Linked DNA regions of Hordeum vulgare: region 2 is linked to region 1. Evidence: chromatin contacts called from public Hi-C data. All regions are on one chromosome and are shown on one strand. Each heading gives the region's core, a stretch centred on a gene start, on an enhancer-like site or on the middle of the called end of the contact. The rest is flanking DNA. Distances are from core to core; before and after follow the strand shown.

Region 1 (7,685 bases), core at 3,129-5,628:
CTGTGCATTGATAGCATGCATGATTTTTGAGCAATTCGCAGAACAACTTATATAGATCAACAAATAGCTCAACAGACATATAGGTGCATTGCAAGTACGCAATTGTGGGCTTACACATCAAGACTAATGTTTCGTGACAGCTAGGAAAGAGCAAGAGTTTCAATATACCTTGCTATTAGTGTTCCTGCACCATCTCTTGTGAATAATTCTAGTAACAATGACCCCCCAACAGTGCCATCTATGATATGAACTCTTTGGACACCACCCTGATATGTAAAAATGAGAATATCCTAATCAGGAAAAAAGGAACAACAACAGCAATGCATCAATATTACAAAAAATACATGAACTGGTGTACATCATATACTTTTGCCCCGTGAAAACAGAATATTCCAAGGACCATAGTAGATATGATTCCCGGAGAAACATGGCATATAGAAGTGCCACTCGGGTCAATAAACAAGATATATTCAGTAAAAAAAAATGTGGTCTGAGCATGATAGTTGTCTAACATCATGATATGTATAGGACATTTTTTGGTGAGGAATGTGTATAGGACATCATGGTGCACACTGATGAATGTACAAAAATTGCATCTGGTGTACTAACATGTATTCATACACTAAAAGCAGTTTGAAAGATACGAGTATCCTATAATATTCAAGTTTGGTGTTAACAATGTTGGAACCCTAGAAACCATGTAATCTAGTCCAGAAGTAGCAACTTCAGAGCTCAGGGTTATATACCTCCTAAATCCAACTCAAGAAAGAAGCGAAAACTTACATGGCATACGTATGCTGCTGCAGCCAACTCTGAAAGGTAGCCATTTGACCTGCTCAATCGCTCTGCCCCACCAATAGCAAATCCTTGCTCACCAGACAGACCATTTCCATTATTGAAACCCACACCATTCCGAAAGGATGCAGTGTAATCACTAACGAAATCTCTTCCAACCCATACTTGTTCTTTCTCCTCTTTGATAGGAAAATTGTGGGCATAACTATTGTCCTCCTCCCCTACAACCTTTACATAATTTGCAGCAGTTTCACTCTGCTTAGCGCGTGTTCTGATCAGCATATCTGCTTCCTCGATAGACATGAAACGATTGACTCGGCCATGCTCATCATATATTTGGCCATCGACAACACAGATAAGCTTGTCCGCCTCGATAGCCAAAGCACATGCCGTCGCAACTTCGTATGTGCTGAAAGTCAGTAAAAGTAACATTAATATCAGATGTTGTTGAAGATAAGAATGTTGCATCTGTCTCATCTTGTATTTTATAAAAAAAATCCTTACGTGAAGGTATGTGAACTGTTTGATAGTGATTTTTAGAAGTGTTACTGCACAATAAGAAGAAAACTACAAAGTGAATGGGGTAGACATCATACTTGCAATTTAACACCTCTCCTGCACTGGAGTATCCCATATTGCTCACGACAACTATGCTATCCCTATCAAGTCTTTCTTTTATCCGCGAAACGTCTATTTTCTTAACTTCACCAGTGAATCCATAGTCAATGCCACCAACAACTCCTCGTCTCTGCCACAAGAAGAGAGAGGTATTTCAGTTCACTATTTCAGAACAAGTATACAAACCCACTCAAAACATCATTATCTCAAGACAAGCAAAAGAAAGATGCCACATAGAGGTTCATAATCTTAATTTCAGCTTTACCTAAGTAGTTCCAAATTCCAAAACTTGACACTCATATGAGTACATAATATTAATACCTCCCAATGGGTTCAGTTAGTTATTTTATGTCTGATCTTATGTACCGTCCGATGTGTGACTTGGCGGTTCTGTTAGTTATTAAGTTATGTCTGATCTGATGTATAGTCGATGTGTGCATTGGCATATTGTCCCTTTCAACTGCATCTATCATTGGACAGTCATACTTATCTGAGAATAAGTTGACAGCCCCTCGTGTACCACTAGGGGTGCTTAACGCCACTTCGCTAACTGGCCTCTACACTTTGCAGTGGCCACTTTGCCAAAAACAAGTTAAGAATACACCTCCAACTTTCAGGGTTAATCTTTCAAGCGTCAGATGGGTCCCCTATATCTGCCTTTCACTACTCTTAGTAATGCTTTTTGCATCTAGAAATAGATGAAACGGATGATATGGTACCGAAAACCAGTATAGTATGCCAAGCTAACCTTAGCACCTAGGAAGTTCCCGCTTGCAACATTGTCAGAGATTTCGTGCCAGCGACCATTAACACCATGTCGACGAAGATCTAACATTGGGGGACCAGGAGATAGCTTTGCTTCTATGGTAAGGCGTATTCTGCCAGCTGCCTCCATCGCAGCATCTAATGAATCAGAATCTGTAATACGGTAACGACCACCATAATTGGCCTTCTTTCCTGAGAAATTCATAAAGTGAGCTCCTTCACCACCATGCACACACGTAGTACAATCACCAATACTAGTTAAAGAAAAGATATATGCAAAGACAGATCATCAACCACGGTATCAATACAAAGTGCAGCACTGGTTACGTCACAAGCTTTTGCTTGCAGTACTTCACCAATCATGAACACTATTAAGAACCAATAAATGACTTCAATACTTAATCTCCATTTCCAAAAGTGTGTGCTGAAGCGAAAAATGGAAAAAACCATAAATGAGATGAGACAAACTATGACCGGAACGCACCTCGATACTTGTGCTATTAAATTGACTGGATACATATTTCTGGATATGCTATATATATGCAAAACAAAAATTAGGGTGTTCGTCTCTACGTAATCTTTATCCAGAGCTCACCCAGCCCTGCTTATCCCAAAAAACACTCCCTACTTTCCTTATATGCCACCCAATATCAAATACAGCATATAGAGAAGAAAAACAAATAGGGTAAAATATATCAATGAACTTGTGAGTTTTGTGGGGTGGAAGTAGTTTATTCTGAACAATCCTTTTTGTTTTGTTCCAACTGTAAGCAAACACAGTCAATTCCAATTGAGTGGGCGCTCATTATACAAAAAACAAGTATCTACTCAAAGCATTTTACAGTATATAAAAGGGTAAAAAGTGCAAATCTTCAGCTAACCTCTATCAGCCAAGAGCTTATCGATCTGAACATGTGTTCCAGGAACAAGAACAAATTTGATCCCAAGGCCATGTAGAAGCGATATATCCTACATGTTGAAGTAATATTAATTTCATGGAACTACACATAAGTTGTCGAAAGTATATAAAAAATACCCCCTCTTTCCCAAAATAAGTGTCTCCAGCTTAGTACAATTTTGTACTATAGCTAGTACAAAGTTGAGACACTTATTTTGGTACGGAGGGAGTACATTTTAACAAAAAACAAAAATCAGCAAAACTACACTCTTTGCATTAACACAGAACTATGCCTTTAGTGAACTGTCATTTCAGCCAATGAACACTGACTAAGCCATATAGGAGTGTATATGGAACAAATGGTAAACTCTAGCCATCATGGTAACGTCATGAAAGCTAACACCTCAGAAAATCTTTATTATTTATAAATCTTGTTTTAGAAAGAGGAGCAGGTCAACCCATCCAAACCCAGGCTCAGCTACCCGGGTGCAAGATTTTTCTCTTGGTAATTTAAATGTACAGTATAGTGTGTGACACTTAATCATTAGATGGAACATGTGTGGTTTTACACCGGGGTACCAGGTCATTTTCTCTCTGGGTCCGCCCCTTCCAAGATATTGTAAGCAACAATATCCAACAGAACTGTTTCGATGACAAGGACTGTCAGGCACAGTGAAACTAACACGAAATACACGTGCAGCTGTTGATTTATTCTATTATCTAATCCAACATATCAGTGAACGATGCAGGGCTGGTTTGAACTTGGATCAAACTAGCTTAACCACCACTCATATTGTAAAGAGCCGTGTTTCTCTCTTGACTTTGCTCTCAACTTGGCAGCACAATTATAACAAAGCAACTGTGCCGTCCAGCTCGAACAATGACATAGCACGAAATCTTGTCAGCTAGCCTCTTGATAATAAGGCTTCCCAACTCGCGTGTTGAGAATTCGGAACAAATCGGGCGAGAAGCCGTCTCTTGTTAAACGATCCCGTCAAAACGGCATCAGAGGCAAAACCGAAAACCAAGCAATCGAAACAGCGAACAGGCATGCGGAATCGCTGTCACCGGTCAGCCCACACCACCGAAATGCGAATCATCCATTTCCGCGAAAGCAGACGGGGGACCATCCGGGGGGAGAGAGAGAGAGAGAGCGACGGGTACCTGCAGAATGCCGTCGAGATGGGGCCCGGCGACGACCTCCCCGGAGATGACGACGACGAAGGTGCTCCCCCGGTGGCCCCGGATGTACGGCCAGGCCTCCCGGAACCACCCGACGAACCTGCCCCCTTCGTCCGCCTCCGCCGCCTCCCCGCCCCCCAAGGCCCCGTCGCCGCCGAACAGCCCCGCCCCTCCGCCGCAGCGCGCGCCCGTGGCACGCCGTTGCCGCGGCTCGGTGGCGCGCGTCGGCATCGGGACCCTCCTGGGCCGCGTCGATCCCGCCGGCGCCTGGGAGCGCGCGGCGGCGCGTGTGAGGGAAGCTGCCGCCGCCATCGGAGGTTGGCAGGCGAGATTCAGCGGGGGGTGGTACATGATGGGCTAGCTTGGCGTGGCGTGGCGTGGCGTGGCGCTCAGGCCGTACGCGGCGAGACGAAATGTAGAGGGAGAGAGAGAGGCAGGGAGAGTTGGAAGCGGCGATCGGCGAGCGATGTGGCGCGCGGAGACGGGGTTTGGGTCTGGGTTTGGGTTTTGGTTCGAAGAAGAAGTGGGATATATACGCAAGGGCGAGGGCGAGGGCGAGGTCGTGTTGACTGGCGTTTTTGTTTCTTGCGGTGGTGACTGTGATCCGACGGTCCGCGCCGGCGGCCTTGGCGTTCGCGTCTGGTGGAGGTGGGTGTGGGTCTTGGAGGGGCGGCGTCAGCCAGTGCCCATGCGCGCGGTAGGTGAGGTGAGGTGAGGTGAGGTGGGAGACGCGCGGCTTCTGCGCACGTGCAAGGGTCAGGCCGAAGGAGCACACTATTAGGAGTACTTATTATCCTCCGGACACGAATACGATTTTGTCGACACTTGCGCTCGGTCGGGTCATGTCACCGTGACAAATTGTCTTTCTTTTACATTTGCGTGCACGGTTTTTTACCCCCGGCCCTCGTGGCTGAAGTCACGATGTATTTTTACTCTTTTCTTAGTTGTGAATCAATGTTAAAAGAGCCAATAAAAGCAACTTCAATAGGATGACCAAAGGAACCGTGATTTCATCCGTTTTTTTCGTTTGGATCGGCCGTCCGTCCGGCGTCCATCCTGTTTTAGATATGGGTCGACAGCGCGCCCAACGCGTCGACCCATATATGTCCAGCTGGTCACCTTGTTTTGCATGAATTATCATAGTTTGAATCAAATAGCATAATTTGGACCGAATAAAATAGCATAGCTATTACAAGCCGAATAAAAATAAAAATGTCTCACATGGTTTTGCAAAGGAAATTATGAAAAAAGAACTCGTCGGCGGAGTTCATTTTGTACCTTGGCAAACTGTCGAACGGCTTGCGGGAGTCGACGAAGGAGATGGCCGGCGAAGGGAGTCGCGGCGCGCACGGACCAGCTAGCTGCCCTGCCGGAATTCGACGAGTGGGTCGGCGTCCGACGAGCGTGCCAGTGAGGATCTGGCCGGGCGGCGAGACGGCTTCTTGGTCGGGGGCGGGCTGTGTGGTGGTGGGGGGGGAAGCAGTCGGCTCCCCGGCAGCGGGCGATGTGGGAGTGGGCGGCGTTGCTGGGCGGATGTGGAGGCGCCGGCAGCTGGCATAGTCGCTGGCAAAAATAGGCGGCGACGACGACGAAGGAGGCGGGCGAGGGTTGGATGGGGGGAGGCCAATGTGCCACCGACCAGCGGACCCCGGGGAGGAGAAGGCAAGCATGCGCGCGCCCGTCGCATGTCTGCGCCGACCCAAATCCGGGTCAAAAACGAACCAAGAATGGGTCGCCCGCGGACGAAAACCGGACGCGCGTCCGTTTGGATCGGCGTGTTGGGTCGTCTTTTGTGTCCGCGCCGACCCAAACGGACGGGGCCGGACGAAGTAGATCGCCCCATTGAAGTTGCTCTAACCATCTGATAAAAGCAAGATGCCATCACACATTTCATGATCATAAATTGGGTCATATAGTCACATGCATGTATAAGTAATGAAACTGATGATGTCAACAGAAATTTTTCGTCTATTCAATTATTAAAATGTTTTGTCTTTTAAATAAAAAATTCAATTGAATTTTTTATCTTTTAAATAAAAAATTTGATTGAAAACCTGTTTTAACCATTAAATTCGTTGGGACGAGTTTTTCAAAACTATATCTCATATCAATATGTTTCGACTACTTCTTTTGTTTAAAATTTATCATATATATTGCACATAAATTGTCATCATGACTATAATGAAGTTGACATGATATATTTCGACTATTACTTTTTCTTTTATGTTTAAAGTAAATTTTGACATGTTATAAAAAAGGAATTAAAAACTAAACTTCTCAGGATGAATTACTAAAATTTGTCATGATCCATCAAATAATTTTGATATGGTTCATAAGTGAAAAAGAAATATGTCATCAATTACTTTGAAAATGAATGTTAAATGGCTCAAATTTGTCATGAACTATAAACTAAAATTTACACGGTGAATTACTTAAATTTACAATGATACATGCAATAAAATTTGCCATGGTTCATGCAAAAAATATTTCCCATGTTTGAAATAATAGAATTGCCTTGATCAAAATACTAAAATTGCCATGATTATAAACTCAATTTTTCATGATGAATTACTAAAAATTGTAATGATCCATGAACTAAATTTTCTGTGGTTGATTGCTAAAATTTACTATGGTCAATTAATATAAATTATCGTGAAAAGTAGTTGAAATATAATGACAGTTTTAAATCTAAAAGAAAAAATCGAATGAAACATGTCGTGGCAACTTTATTGTAAACACTACGACAACTTCTATATAAACATCGTGGCATCTTTTGGCTCACGAAGAGATGGTCGAAAGACATCACTATGGGATCTATTTTTAAAGATCTCGTCAAGATAGAATTAATGATGAAAATGAATTTTCAATTAAATGATGTGTGAACTATGTTACCTCGTATCACATGTGTGAGCGTTATCATTTAGGTTGTTAAAAGAATCGACGTAGTTCTTGGAGGTAGAATATAATTGTCTATCATTGGGGTTCTCACTACAGGGGTAAAGACACAGTAGACGGGGCCATCCGCCATGTTGATGTGTCTACTGTCGGGATTCTCAGTGATACTCTACCATCGGGGGTCCTTTCTTGGTGGTAAGGTTTTAACCCCCAAAACCCTTAGTGGTAGGGTTAGAGCATCTTCAGTCGTTCCGCCCCCAGGGACTTGAATTAGCGTCGCCTAGGGGCGCACTCACGAAAAAGTCGGTGGTGCGGGGGGTTCGAGTTACCAGCCGCCCCCAAGTCGCCCCAGCCGCCGATTTCGCCCCACTTTTGGCGCAAATTGGGCCATTTTTTGTGCAAATTGACTCACTTTCAGCGCAAAATTGGACCAATTTTGATCCATATTCGACGTGCGTCGGCATAAATTCAACATATGCTTATTTTTTATCACATAGTTCATCACATAAATCAATATAAATCAAAATAGTTG
Region 2 (7,685 bases), core at 1,351-3,850, 260 kb after region 1:
TGGATGCCCATATTGGTTCCTACATATTCCACAAAGATCTTTATTGGTTGAACCACGATGTCGAGGATCCGGTTAAGCTCGTATGCAACAACCTTTGTGCAGCGATATATTACTTGCCCGAGATTCAATCATCGATATCTCCATACTTAGTTCAATCTCGTTACCGGCAAGTCTCTTTACTCGTTCCGTAATACAAGATCCCGTGACTAAACTCATTAGTCACATTGCTTGCAAGCTCTTAATGATGTTGTATTACTGAGAGGGCCTAGAGATATCTCCCCGTCACACGGAGTGACAAGTCCCAATCTCTATCCATGCAAACCCAACATAACACCTTCGAGGATACATGTAGAGCATCTTTATGATCAGTCAATTATGAAGTGACGTTTGGGTACACACTAAGCATTCTTTTGGTGTCAGGAAGTTTCAAGATCTCATGGTCTAAGGAACATATACTTGACATGAAGAAAGCTCTAGCAATTAAACTTTAGAGACACGATAATATGCTAAGCTTACAGTTGGGTCTTTTCCATCACATTATTCTCATAATAATGTGATCCCGTTATCAAATGACAACTCACATATATGGTTACGAAACCTTAACCATCTTTGATCAACGAGCTAGTCTAGTAGAGGCTCACTAAGGACACTGTGTTGTTTATGTATCCACACATGTATTTAAGTTTCCGGATAATGAAATTCTAGCATGAACGATAAACACTTATCATGAACAAGGAAATATGATAATAAGGCTGGCCATAGTGGTGGTATCTAATAGCAAACACGCTGATGTGACAGAGAATTAAAGAAGAGAGAGAGTTAGAGTAACATAGGTAGATACTGTATCATGTTAAATGCTATGCTACTTTGAGTCATGCATGGTAATAAATAACACCATATATGATCCTACTCTATGATAGTATGCACAATGAAGGTAATATCATGCACTAGTATCATATGCATAATGCTAGTATATGATACTCCCCATTATGAATAGCTTAACTAATTTATTATTGTCTATAGGGCATATTTCCAACACTATAGTTAACTTTAAACATGTTCTGTTATATTCTACCATCGTCAACTTAAGAAAACTTAAAAAAATCAACTTAATATTAAAGGGTTCTACGGATAAAAAAGGAGACAGAGGGTTTCTAGTGATTTGAAATGAAACCTCTTAATAAAGATTTCCCAAATGGTCCTAACCATGCATCTATTGCGGGCCTGTTAATTTTTCAATAAACACTATACCACCCCCATACTACCACCCCTCCCAAGAACACAAACCAATCTAAACGACCGATGGATTTGGTCTAACGAAAAACAAACAGGAAGATAGAGGATGTAAAGAAGCCTAATAAAAAACGATAGCGGGAAGAGGGGTGCTTTTTGAAATGCTAAGGTTACACTTCAAACCAGGAACCCATAAAAAGATAGAAGAGGGGGGCAAAAGCTCACTTCATTGCCATTGTGGGGCATCTCTTCACTCCGCGAGAGCAAATAAGTCCTCAGTCGATTTTGTCCTACACGGGACAACACTAATGGAAGACAAAAGAAGAATGGGAAGAGGAGGAACGGAGAAAGGCGGGCGTAAAATAAAAATGATAAGAGAGATAGGAAACGAAGCACCCGTTTCTCTTCCGTTTCTACAAATGACACGCCAAAAAAATGAAAACGACTAGCAAACAACAAAGCGAAGGCCGAACAACAAATATGCCTAAAAAAAGCATGCTTGATTTGAATGGACTGACAACCGGACACGAACGGAAACCCGACCACGCGCGACAAAAAATCGAAGCAGAGTCAAGTTTATGTAAAGATCTACAACAATCAATCGGATGGACCATAGCTTAGATCGATGAGACATTGTCCGTTTTATTTTGCATGGACACACGCATGCACACACACATTTATTGGCATGCTAACAAAAACATGTGGATGTCCATAACATCATGCATTTTGCAACTCATTGAGCAGCCACCACACATGGAATGTTTTGAAAACTCAGATACTAGCGCTAACCTTTAGAGCAACTTCAATAGGACCACTCATTTCGTCTGCAGCCGTCCGTTTGGGTCCACGCCGACAAAAGTGAACATCCAACACGTGGATTCATTGTCAAAATGCGTCCGCTTCGCGTTCGTGACAATCCATTTCCGGTTTAAATTTGGAAGTGAAATGTGTCGGCGCGGACGCGAAGCGGATGCACGCGCGTCCTTTTGGTGTACGCATGTGGTTGTGTCTGCTTATTTAATTCGCTGACCGATCCCCACCCGTCTTTCTTCTATTATTTTAATATCACAGTATTGTTATTCACTTATTTTTCGTTGGATGCATGTATCGATCCATTTAAAAAAAAATACGACTAGATCGGCTAACAATCCAAACAAAAAAAAAAACAAAAACACTATCCGTTTGAGTTGAGCAGGTCCGGTTTATTGGTTTATTTCCTCATCTAGAACAGTACCGATTAATAAAAGTTTTAAACGAAGGACGGTGGCGTGTTCTCACTCCGGGCCCAGATGTCATACCCACGCGGAGGGCCCGCGAGACGTGGTGGTATATCCGGGGACGGTCTCCGCGCATCTGACTCTAGGTCTGAAAGCAACAGGGAAGGAGCTATGGAGAAGAAGCCTCGCGGCGCCGGCGACGGCCAGGGCGGTGGCGAGGCCTCCGGCAGCGTCGGAGGAGGCCTGGTCGACATCCTCCCCGAAGCGCTCCTGGTGGAGGTCGTTGGCCGGGTGGGGCTAGAGGCTGCCTGCTCCGCCGCAGCATCCTGCCGCGCCCTCCGAGGCGCCGCCGGTGCCGCCTTATCCTCCGTAGAATCCCTAGACCTCTCGGTGAGCTTCCTCCCTCTCTCACGCTCCCCGCCTCTCGCCAGATATGGTCTCCCTTCAACCTGGGGTTTGGTCGATGTTGCAGGCGTTTACGCCGACGAATACTATCGCGAATAGGATTCTTGCCGGTAATGGCAAGCTCCGCAACCTCACCGTCAATTGCAGCCTACTCAATGACTCTGCAGTCGCTGCTATTGCGAAGGAGAGCCTCCGCGAGCTCTCGCTGCTCAAGTGCTCCTCGTTCTCCCCGTACCTCTTTGTGGTGATTGGTGAGAGGTGCACCAATTTGAGGTATGGTTCTTCAGCAATTGCTTGTTTGCTTACATTACAGTTGGACTTGTGGTGGTAATAGCTGATACAGGGCTAAAGCCTAAAAGTCATGTTTGAGTCGAACACGAAGTAGGCAGGGCCTCAATTATATGGACAATGCTGTGTCTAACCGAGAGAGAGGTGGACTCAGCACGCAGAGAGCGGTCTGACTTGCCATTTCAGGGGGTCTGACCAGAGTCTCTCGTGCGTGTCGAGTTTGTCAGGATATCAAATAGTACCAGGGAAGAGTGCCCACTGAACAGAAGAGATCCCAGGGGATGTAGGTTTTGGTTGAACCTCGTCAACAATCGCCGGGTTCAACATGTCGTATATTGGGTTCAACATATTGGATGTCGGATATCGGGTTATATATCAGACGATATGTAGATATATCAGAGAAAATATATCTGGATTGTTTTCATTATTCTTGTTCAAAAACATCTTTTTAGTGAAAACAAAATTTACATTATTCTTGTTTTCATTATTCTTGTCGTCTAGCATAATAAATTTAGATTCCTAGTTTATTAACTTGTTAATTAAAAAACTATTTAAGACAGATTCACAAAGTTTTCACTCTAAGATTAAAGACAATACGTTATGTATGTGTTTCTACAAAACATTATACATGACTTTCATAATACAATGAAGTTATCAGTATATAATATTTTTCCACTGCTTTTCGCTAAACAATTGTATTCATCGACATACCAGTCTATATCAGTGGACATATCGCTCATATTGGTCAATATTTCAGTCCAAATCGGATGATATGTGCGAAAATGATATTTACAAAATGAAATATTATGTTTATATTGGTAGAGTCCCAAAACTGATATCTCAGCCTACATATATCTATGCTTCTTGACCTGGTACTGTGACTAGTGGAGCCAAGCGGCCATGGTATTAGTTGTGGAAGTTATTATTGGCACTAAGCCATGGAAGCTAATTTCATAACAGTATATTTCTTGAGAAATTGGATTAGGCGCTGTGAACTGTTGCCTAATATTATTGCATTGTAAGGTTTATTGTTGCCCAGGTGGGATGGGCATTAGGGAAATTTGATTTGTACCTGGCATAGTGATTGGTTAAGTTTCCGTTCTCTAAAAAATGTTTTGTTTTCATCTTGGACCAAATCCTGAGAAGTCTGAGCATATTGTATTTATTCAGATCAATTACACTGGAGATGGCAAACTTGAGCGGCAGTGAACATTTTGTGATCTGCCGTAAGTCCATAGCACACATGTTCAAAGGATGTGATTATTTGGAGGTGAGGTGTCTTTGTCACATATGAACATGATACCCTTCTGAACTTAGAAAGATGGAAATTGCATCTTTGAATAGTTTTTAGATTAGCATCTTTTGAGTACAGTTTAAGTAAAAAAAGAAAAGCAGTCTTTGAGTACTAAAGCATATATATATATATATATATATATATATATATATATATATATATATATATATATATATAAGGTTAAGTAATATTAGCCGTGAATTTTGAGTAATTACTGTTGGAATAAGTTAATTTGGTTGCTGTGTGTATATACCTAATCTGTCTTTCCAAATTTATGCATGCAGAATCTTTCCCTGAAATTCCCTCTGCTAGCTCCAGGCTCTGTTGATTTCGATTCTTTGGTGCCTGTTATGCCTAGTACCATCAAGGTACTATTGCTAATGCCTATAGCCAATTGGCAGGCAAAGAAACTCTTTCCTATAAGCTCATCTCTGAAGACACCCTTCAGTGACAGTCTAGAATCACTGTCTTTAGTTCTGGACATAATAACGGATGAACTTGTTACCTTCATCACTGGAAGTCTCTCAAACTTACTTGAGCTCTGCCTAGAAGACAACCCTGGAAGTGAAGCAGATCTGGACAATGATCTGACCAATATTGGGCTGCAAGCACTTGGTTTATGCCAGAACTTGACACATTTATCTCTTACACGCGGTAAGCAGGGTTGCTCCTCCACCTTCAGAAGGGTAAACGACTTTGGGCTGCTGATGCTTGCGGAAGGATGCAAGCAACTCCAAACCATTAGGCTTGGTGGGTTCTCTAAAGTGAGAGATGCTGGATATGCAGCCCTTCTCCACTCTTGCAAGGACCTGAGGAAATTTGAGGTCAGTACCGCCTCATGTTTGTCAGATTTGACGTGCCTTGATCTTGATGAGGCAGCAACAAAGATCACAGAAGTGAGGTTGCTATCTTGCGGTCTCTTGACCAGCGAAACAGCAATATCTCTGTCATCCTGCACCAACTTGGAGGTTCTTGATCTGTCAGGTTGCAGGAGCATTGCAGACTCTGGCCTGTCCTCCATCTCGCAGCTTTCCAAGCTAACTCTACTGGACCTTGCGGGAGCTGATATTACCGATGCAGGTCTGTCAGCACTCGGTAACGGGAGCTGCCCAATATCTTCCTTATGCTTGAGGAGTTGCAGAAGGATCACCAACAACGGCATAGCCTCATTGCTGTTGGGGAGTGGCACCATCAACAAAACTCTGGCCGCGTTTGATGTTGGGAACGTGCCAAGGATATCGGGCAGAGCTGTCACGTTGATTGCCAAGAACTGCGAGCGGATAAGCAGCCTGTGTCTCCGAAACTGCGTGCTCATCACCGATCCATGCCTCGAGACTCTAGGTTTGGACCGGCATGGCTCTGGCAAAAGCACCCTTAGAATGCTGGATCTCTCCTACTGCACCAGGCTGTCACGCAACTTCCTGAGGCTGTTTGATCCCCTGGTCGACCTGCCGCTGTTCCGAGGCCTGCGGTGGCTCGGCGTCGGGAAGAACGTGCTGGAACGTCGTGGGGGCAGTCCGACTGTAGCGGAGATCCTGGAGCGGAAGCCAGGGCTGACGATATGTGGCAGTAACTGTGAGATGGGTTGCAGGAACCAGTGCCATCCTGACGTTCGCACCCTGTAATATGCATTCTTCGTGACATTGCGGTTGGTGTTGTAATGCTCTGTTCCATTATGTAACAACACAATTCTTTGGTTGGTGTTGTAATGCTCTGTTCCATTATGTAACAACACAATTCTTTGGACCGTTTGTTTTCCTCATGTTGTAATTCTTGACTTTGGTTTTCTCATGTTGTATTGTAATGAACGGGTGGATTTGTACTAGGAGTTTAGATATGCAGCTTTCAAATTCTATTTTATACTTCCTTTGCCCCAAATCTATTGTGGCATAAATGGGTAGAAATGGATGTACGCGTAACTAAAATACATCATTTATTTCTGTGACAAATAATTTCAGACGGAGGGAGTATTAGCTAAATACCCATGCGTTGCAACGAGGATAACTTTATTCTAGCAAGTTGTGTTGGAAAATTTTGATTGGATTGAGATTGAAATATGATGTGTGAAGGGAAATTTTGATGGGAATCGATTTGGGTCAACATTATCATGCGAGCATCCGTTGTCACTTCTGCTCGACATTTGCTTGACACGTGATCAGGGACTAAACTCGCCACTTTTGCTTCACATTTGCTTAACACGTGGTCAGGGATTAAACAGTTTATATCCCTTCCTTATCTCTCCAGCGAAGCATATGATCCACACGTTTTCTTCTTTTCCAGGCTCATGCATTTGTTTCAGAAACATAACATTTGTTTGCAATAGCGAACGATGGCGGTACTGCTATGACATGCATTGGCAATGGCGGACGATGTTTTTGGAGCATCATCTCCATTGTAAAAAAATACACAACATGATCTATGTTGCAAAAGTTTTCTGTAACTTGACTTTGTTGCAAAAGTTTCTTTCGTAACAGTACCTATGTTGTAAAAAGACAGATTTTTCCCACTTTTGATTGACACGTGATCAGGGACTAAACAGTTTATATCCCTTCCTTATCTCTCCAACGAAGCATATGAGCCACACGTTTTCTTCTTTTCCAGGCTCATGCATTTGTTTCAGAAACATAACATTCGTTTGCAATAGCGAACGATGGCGGTCCTGCTATGACATGCATTGGCAATGGCGGACATGTTTTTGGAGCATCATCTTCATTGTAAAGAAATTCACAACATCACTTATGTTGCAAGAATTTCTTCCGCAATAGTACCTATGTTGTCAGAAGACAAATAATTTTTTCTGCAACCTAATCTATGTTGCAAAAGTTTTTTATAACATGACTTTGTTGCAAAAGTTTCTTTCGTAACAGTACCTATGTTGTAAAAAGACAGATTTTTTTTATAACCTGACCTATGTTGTAAAAATTCTCTGCAACATGACCTTTATTGCAAAGATTTTTACGAGATGATCTATAATACAAATGTTTCTGCAACATTACCTCTTTCACAAAAATGAAGAACATGGCTCAGCCCCTCAATGACACAGGATGTGATGGCTCGCGGCCCGGCTGATCTTTTTTAGATCAGCCGATGGACGCATAACAGCCATCTATCTTAATTGGATTTAGGTTGAGATATGTGGGATTATAAAGGTACGAAAAGATATGATATGATTTGAGATTATACATCTAACTGTGCAAATTACTTTTCCTGCGCTTATGAAGGATTTTTTGACACGAATCCCTTGTGTC

Evidence for each region. Hi-C and Micro-C count contacts between places; a contact is called where the count stands out from the background.
Region 2: a Hi-C map of leaf shows a contact between it and region 1, with 8 times the contacts expected there. The contact joins the promoter of LOC123408847 here to the promoter of LOC123407781 in region 1. A contact is called at or near these places in 4 of 6 Hi-C or Micro-C datasets (leaf and seedling) and 1 of 1 datasets of contacts at active chromatin or transcription factors (embryo).

Annotation. Positions count from the first base shown.
Region 1 is chr7H:163,303,402-163,311,086 of MorexV3_pseudomolecules_assembly, forward strand. LOC123407781 (probable amino-acid acetyltransferase NAGS2, chloroplastic) reads right to left here and starts at 4,379. Exons shown (of 10, transcript XM_045100998.1): 1 at 4,241-4,379; 2 at 3,060-3,147; 3 at 2,162-2,370; 4 at 1,392-1,543; 5 at 784-1,204; 6 at 169-266. The coding sequence starts at 2,308.
Region 2 is chr7H:163,561,705-163,569,389 of MorexV3_pseudomolecules_assembly, forward strand. LOC123408847 (F-box protein At-B) reads left to right here and starts at 2,601. Exons shown (of 4, transcript XM_045101887.1): 1 at 2,601-2,840; 2 at 2,923-3,128; 3 at 4,314-4,413; 4 at 4,722-6,297. The coding sequence starts at 2,622. The coding sequence ends at 6,062.